Linked DNA regions of Pan troglodytes: region 1 is linked to region 2. A link is a contact called in public Hi-C data. All regions are on one chromosome and are shown on one strand. Each heading gives the region's core, a stretch centred on a gene start, on an enhancer-like site or on the middle of the called end of the contact. The rest is flanking DNA. Distances are from core to core; before and after follow the strand shown. Region 1 overlaps ARHGEF19 (Rho guanine nucleotide exchange factor 19). Region 2 holds the start of FBXO42 (F-box protein 42).

What was found. Hi-C and Micro-C count contacts between places; a contact is called where the count stands out from the background.
Region 1: a contact with region 2 is called in a Hi-C map of stem cell-derived neural progenitor cells, with 4 times the contacts expected there. The contact joins the enhancer-like site here to the promoter of FBXO42 in region 2. A contact is called at or near these places in 1 of 7 Hi-C or Micro-C datasets (stem cell-derived neural progenitor cells) and 1 of 1 datasets of contacts at active chromatin or transcription factors (stem cell-derived excitatory neurons).

The regions. Positions count from the first base shown.
Region 1 is chr1:214,999,116-215,002,312 of NHGRI_mPanTro3-v2.0_pri, forward strand. It overlaps ARHGEF19 (Rho guanine nucleotide exchange factor 19), which reads left to right. Exons shown (of 16, transcript XM_009449053.5): 3 at 106-387; 4 at 546-654; 5 at 731-807; 6 at 1,115-1,377; 7 at 1,997-2,157; 8 at 2,254-2,406; 9 at 2,670-2,799; 10 at 2,914-2,988; 11 at 3,162-3,197. Among named protein-coding and RNA genes, the nearest start is that of ARHGEF19, 11 kb to the left of the region's middle. Within about 2 kb of position 1,611, at least 12 of the 24 cell types and tissues checked have an H3K27ac peak or open chromatin away from gene starts, as enhancers often do. A contact at or near this core is called in stem cell-derived neural progenitor cells, where this site is marked.
Region 2 is chr1:214,856,564-214,859,875 of NHGRI_mPanTro3-v2.0_pri, forward strand. It overlaps FBXO42 (F-box protein 42), which reads left to right and starts at 1,644. Exons shown (of 10, transcript XM_513066.9): 1 at 1,644-2,191. It overlaps SZRD1 (SUZ RNA binding domain containing 1), which reads right to left and starts at 1,913. Exons shown (of 5, transcript XM_054663088.1): 1 at 1,539-1,913; 2 at 1,023-1,146. The coding sequence starts at 1,082.

The DNA of each region.
Region 1 (3,197 bases), core at 361-2,860, 140 kb after region 2:
GCATGGTGCCTGAACCTCCCCAGGTGCTCAGGGCCAGGGGCAGCAGCAGGGAGGGGGTTGGGGGAGACCCCAGCCCGTGCTCTCACTCCTTGCCCCCAACCCTAGGGCGCAAGATGCGGGTGTACCAGCGTGAAGAGGTCCCCGGCTGCCCCGAGGCCCACGCTGTCTTCCTAGAGCCTGGCCAGGTAGTGCAAGAGCAGGCCCTGAGCACAGAGGAGCCCAGGGTGGAGCTGTCTGGGTCCACCCGAGTGAGCCTCGAAGGTCCTGAGCGGAGGCGCTTCTCGGCATCGGAGCTGATGACCCGGCTGCACTCTTCTCTGCGCCTGGGGCGGAATTCAGCAGCCCGGGCACTCATCTCTGGGTCAGGCATCGGAGCAGCCCGGGAAGGTACCAGCTCCTCCCATGGGCCCTGAGGGCAGCCAGATGCCGGGTGGGGGTGGGGGTGGGGGATGCCCACTCACCGGCCGCCCCGGCCCAGGCCCCAGGCCCACTCTCTGGAACCCCCACCCTCTGGAACCCCCACCCTCAGTTCTCGCCCTCTCCAGGGAAAGCATCTGGAATGGAGGCTCGAAGTGTAGAGATGAGCGGGGACCGGGTGTCGCGGCCAGCCCCTGGTGACTCACGAGAGGGCCATGGCGATTGGTCCGAGCCCAGGTACCACCTCCCGTTTGGGCTTGGGTCCGAGACAGGGTGCAGGCGAACCAGGGCCGTGACGCTCTCTCTTTCCTAGGCTAGACACACAGGAAGAGCCGCCTTTGGGGTCCAGGAGCACCAACGAGCGGCGCCAGTCTCGATTCCTCCTTAACTGTACGTGGGAGGGGGGTCCCTGGGAGGAGGTAAGGGAGGAAGGGGCTGCGGTGTGGAAACGGGGAAAAGAGGGTTTGGAGAGTTGAGAGGTAGGGATCGAGTGAGAAACGGAGAATGGAACTGTCGGTATCTAGCACTCAGTAGGTGCTCAATTTGTTTATGGAATGAATGAATGAATGAATTCACTGTGTCCAGATATCCGAACCGCGGCAAAGGTTAAGTGACGCGGGCTCTTGAGGGAACCGGGGAAAAGCCGGGCAGGGGCTGGCGGGCGCCCCACGCTCTCGCCCGCCCGTCTTTCCCCCAGCCGTCCTCTATCAGGAATACAGCGACGTGGCCAGCGCCCGCGAACTGCGGCGGCAGCAGCGCGAGGAGGAGGGCCCGGGGGACGAGGCCGAGGGCGCAGAGGAGGGGCCGGGGCCACCGCGCGCCAACCTCTCCCCCAGCAGCTCCTTCCGGGCGCAGCGCTCGGCGCGAGGCTCCACCTTCTCGCTGTGGCAGGATATCCCCGACGTACGCGGCAGCGGCGTCCTGGCCACGCTGAGCCTGCGGGACTGCAAGCTGCAGGAGGTGGGCGCGCGCGGGGACCCGGCGGGGCGGGGGCGGAGGCGGGGGCGGGCCGGGGAGTACGCGGTCCGGGGACTTAGCGGGAACCGGGCCATAGAGGGAGGGGGACACACAAAGGATGTTGCTGGCGCAACTGTCCGCGCGGAAGGTTGGCTCTAGGACCTGACTACAAGAGGCCGTGTGGAAGCGAGGACAGCAAGCCGCTGAGCGAGGAGCGAGGGGAGCCGGGCTTGGGTGCGGGTAGGGGGCGGAGCCAGCGGGACGAAGCCTAGGATAGGACAGGGCCGGATGAGGGGCGGAACCATTGGGAGAGCAAATGCCTGGTGGGCGCGGAACAAGGCGGGGCCAGGATCAGGGGCGGGACCTGGGGGGTGGGCGGGGCCCTGGGAAGAACGCGTCGGGGCGGGGCTTAGGAGAGGGGCGGGATCGAGGACAAGCGAGGCTTGCACAATTGCCCGCGGCGGGACGTGGGTCGCCGGGCCCGCCCGGCGCCAGATTAGGAGTGGGGCTAGAGAAGGGGCGAGGACGCGAGGTGTGGCGTCCCGGGGTCTGGGGATGCGAGGCCAGGGCCTCCGAGGTGAACTGGTCCTGCCCTTTCGACCCCGTGTGCGCCCTCCCTCAGGCCAAGTTTGAGCTGATCACCTCCGAGGCCTCCTACATCCACAGCCTGTCGGTGGCTGTGGGCCATTTCTTAGGCTCTGCCGAGCTGAGCGAGTGTCTGGGGGCGCAGGACAAACAGTGGCTGTTTTCCAAACTGCCCGAGGTCAAGAGCACCAGCGAGAGGTGAAGAAGTGGTCTGGCCTGGCCCGGGGTGGGGACCGAGCCAGTGGTTGGCCAGCTCCCAGATCTGGGCTCTCCATCCTGGCTCTGACTCCTCAGGTTCCTGCAGGACCTGGAGCAGCGGCTGGAGGCAGATGTGCTGCGCTTCAGCGTGTGCGACGTGGTGCTGGACCACTGCCCGGCCTTCCGCAGAGTCTACCTGCCCTATGTCACCAACCAGGCCTACCAGGAGCGCACCTACCAGCGCCTGCTGTAGGGCTGGGGGCTCTGAAAGGGGCGGGGGTGTGGAGGGAGTCTCAGGCAGGTGTAGGCACTGAGGGCTGGGTGATGCAAGGTGACTCTGGGAGGGGAGGAGTCCCTGAAAAGGTCTCTGTGACCAGGATAAGGTGAGATGCAACCCCAAAGGGCAGTAAGGATGTGCTGAGAAGCCCCCTGAGTACCCCGTGGATGGCCAGGGTTGTGGATCCCAGGAATTCAGGCCTACCTGTGATTCCAGAGTCCTCCCCATTTTCCAGCCTGGAGAACCCCAGGTTCCCTGGCATCCTGGCTCGCCTGGAGGAGTCTCCTGTGTGCCAGCGTCTGCCCCTTACCTCCTTCCTTATCCTGCCCTTCCAGAGGATCACCCGCCTCAAGATGTTGGTGGAGGTACCTCGAGGGGACAGGCCACAGTGAGGGCTGGGCGAGGGAGATACACCTGTGGGCGGGCCGGGTCTCAGGGGAGTATGAGGACTGCCTCATTGTGCTGATCCCACCTTCCAGAACATCCTGAAGCGGACAGCACAGGGCTCTGAAGACGAAGACATGGCCACCAAGGCCTTCAATGCGCTCAAGGAGGTGAGCTGGGCAGGGCAGGGGCTGCTTGGCTCCTGAGGCCCCCCTGGACCCCCAGCGTGTCTCTAAAACAGCCCCCAGCTGTCAGAGTCTCCGGTCCCCAGGCAAGAGTCTGAGGCTGGGCTCTGGGAGCCGGAGCTGAGGGGCTGCAGGTGACCTCCCCACGGCTCCCCCAGCTGGTGCAGGAGTGCAATGCTAGTGTACAGTCCATG
Region 2 (3,312 bases), core at 394-2,893:
TGTGGTGGCACATGTCTGTAATCCCAGCTACTCAGGAGGTTGAGGCACGAGAATCGTTTGGACCCGGGAGGCAGAGGTTGCAGTGAGTGGAGATCACACCACTGCACTCCAGCCTGGGCGAAGAGTGAGACCCTGTCTCAATAAATACATAAAAAGGCCAGGCGCCGTGGCTCACACCTGTAATCCCAGAACTTTGGAAGGCCGAGGTGAGTGGATCACGAGGTCAGGAGTTTGAGACCAGCCTGTCCAAGATGGTGAAACCCCGTATTTTCTACTGAATTTTGTATTTTCTACTGAAAATACAAAAATTAGCTGGGCACGGTGGCGGGCGCCTGTAATCCCAGCTACTCGGGAGGCTGAGGCAGGAGAATCGGTTGAACCCAGGAGGCGGAAGTTGCAGTGAGCGGAGATGGTGCCACTGCACTCTAGTCTGGGCGACAGAGCAAGACTCAGTCTCAAAAAAATAAACAAATAAATAAAAATAAGTAAATAAATAAATAAAAACTACATTGGTTCGGTGCAGAAAGACCGGAAACTTGAAGTGGGGGCTTCCACATTATAGGCAGATTTAAACATTTTCTGATTGGCAATGAGTTGAAATAGTTATTATCAATAGGCCTGTAATCCAAGCATTTTGGGAGGCCGAGGCAAGTGGATTACTTGAGCTCAGGAGTTTGAGATGAGAGTGGACAACATGGCGAAACCCTGTGTCTACAAAAAAAATGGAAAAATTAGCCAGGCGTGGTGGTGCCCGCCTGTAGTCCCAGTTACTCAGGAGGCTAAGGTAGGAGGGATAGCTTGAGCCTGAAAGACAGAGGTTGCAGCGAACCAAGAACTCATCACTGGACTCCAGCCTGGGCAACAGAGTTAGACCCTGTCTCAAAAAAAAAAAAAGTTATTATCAATAGAAATGAATGTCTGGGTTATGATAAGGGATTGTGGACACCAAAGTTTTATCATGCACGTGAAGCCTCCAAGTGGCAGGTGGGCTCCAGAGAGAACAAATTGTAAATGTTTCTTACCAGTCTTAAGGTCTGTTGTGTTGATGTCAATGCTGAAGGATGTAATGAGGCATGTCTCATGTCCTGCTTCCTGTCATGGCCTGAACCAGTCTCTCAGGTTGGTTACATTTTAGACTGCCCTGGCCTAGGAGGAAGTCCGTTCAGATGGTTTGGTGTTGGGGGGGGTGGGGGCTTAGGTTTTTGTTTTGTTTTGTTTTGTTTTTTTGGCTTACAGAGTTTAGACTGAAGCCTTTGACTCTGTATCTGGCATTTCCTTAGACCACATGCTGTAGGGCTGGGCTCATGAAGATTCTCACCTACACACCAGGTTGCTCCCTTGAGAAGGGGGACTTTGCTGGATCCTATCCCCTAGCTAGTAGGAAGTAAAGGAGCTTGGGAACCAGACAAGCCTGAGTTTAAATCCTCTTTCCCGCGCCGCCCCACCTCCACTGATAGGTGTGTGACTCCGGGCAAATAAGTGATCGTTTTCTGTGCCTCAGTTTCCTCATCTGAAAAGTGGAGCTAGTAAGAACTCACACAGTGGTTGCTACGAGGCTACGGTTAAGGGAAGACTTCTCCTGCACACCTCAAGCACAGTTTCCCTCCCCTTGGCGATATCCAAGGGCACTCCCATCCGCCATAGCCCTCTCTGCTCATCGGGCCCTCGGGGTAGAAGTGAGTTAATTCCTGGCTAAATGTTAGTCTCAAACCACCGGGAAAACCACCCAGTTGCCCCAGACAGTGCAGCGGAGGGTGGGTGCGGCTATCAGGTCGACGCTAGAGACGCGGCGAAGGCGGGTGCGGAAGCCTCGCTCCCCCGAGCGCATTCCACCCTCCACAGAACCTCGGCCTGTGACCACGGCCCTTCTCAACACTGCGCCGCCCACTGGCCGCCCCTCGCCAGCCCGCCGCGCTGACGTGAGTGCGCGCGCGTCCTCCGCGCCCGCCCCGGCGCATGCGCGCTCTGCGCTGTCTTCTCCCGGCCTGAGCAGCAGCAGCTGCGGCGGCGGCGGCGTTTGAGTGGAGGAAGATGGCGGCTCCGGGCGGCTCGGGGTCCCGCCAGCTGTGAGGAGCCCCGAGCACGGCTGTCGCGGCCTGAGGCAGAGCGCCTCTGCTCTGGCCCTGTCCCTGGCTCCCTCATTACCGTCGCCAGCGGAGCGAACCCGAGAGCGTGGAGCGGGCTGGGCCAGGTGAGGCCTCTCCTCCTCCCCGGGCCGCAGAGGGGAGCCGGCGCCTTCTGCCCTTTATGCCCGGGACTGGCAAGGGGCAGCGGGCGCCCGGGGTCTGACGCAGGCCCCGTATCCCACGCGGGGGTCGGTCCTGGTTGGGCAGGGTGACTTGCTATCGCCGTCCTCGAGTGAGACGAGGAGGAGGAGAGCTCCTTTCCAGCCAGCCCTTGGGTTGGGAGCGAACCCACCCCCTCTCCTCAGCAGGGTGGTTCTCGTCCCCTCACCCGGGCAGTGAAGGGGTGTGTGGCCCGGGCAAGGATGGCTTTAGGGTGTCAGGTAATCTTTCATCGCTCCTCCGAACATTTCACTCCTTTGCGAGAGAGGAGTCGGGGGTCGGGTGCCCATCAAAATTGGGGCTGCGGCTGGGGGCTAGCATCTCTGAACCTGCAGCTGCAAAGGGATAATTTTGGAATTGGTTTACGTTAAATAAAACACAAAAGGCCTTTCCTATCCCCTAGCTTGTTGAGTGTTCCCCTAGAGAAATGGGAACTGCGGATCTCCTTGCTTGAGACAGCAATCCATGCTGTGACTGTGGAAGGCTTCTCTTGGCGAGAATTGTGTGTGCAAAGGGAACGGTGGAGGGTGGGAACGAATTTGTAAGCAAAGAGAAAACGATTGTGAGATCTTGATGGTCGCTGCAGAGTAACTTCAGCGCTGAGTTCGTTTGAAACCTTCGGTTTGTTAAGATTCAGAATAACCAATTGCTTTGTCTGTTAAATCTCCCGATTTCTGTTAGGAAAATAAAAGCCTCATTTCTTAATTGCCAGAGTCTGGATTTTTCTGTGGTGGGATTCTGATCGATCTAGATGAAGATTCTGACACATTACCAGTTTTACTTGCTGGCAGTTGCTGGCCCCGACGTTGAAACTATGTTGTTCCTTTTTGAGAACAACTTTTATTGCTGTTTAAATGCTAATTGGGAGACTTCGATTGTGTTTCTGTCATGTAGGGAAGTCGGTTTGAAGCCTTGTGGTCTCTTTCTTGAGGAATGATGGCTTCACTGAACTTGTGCTATGCAGAATTGTTGAGGCGATTGCTTTTGCTTGGACACACCAAAATATCTTTTGTAACAAATTGGCTTT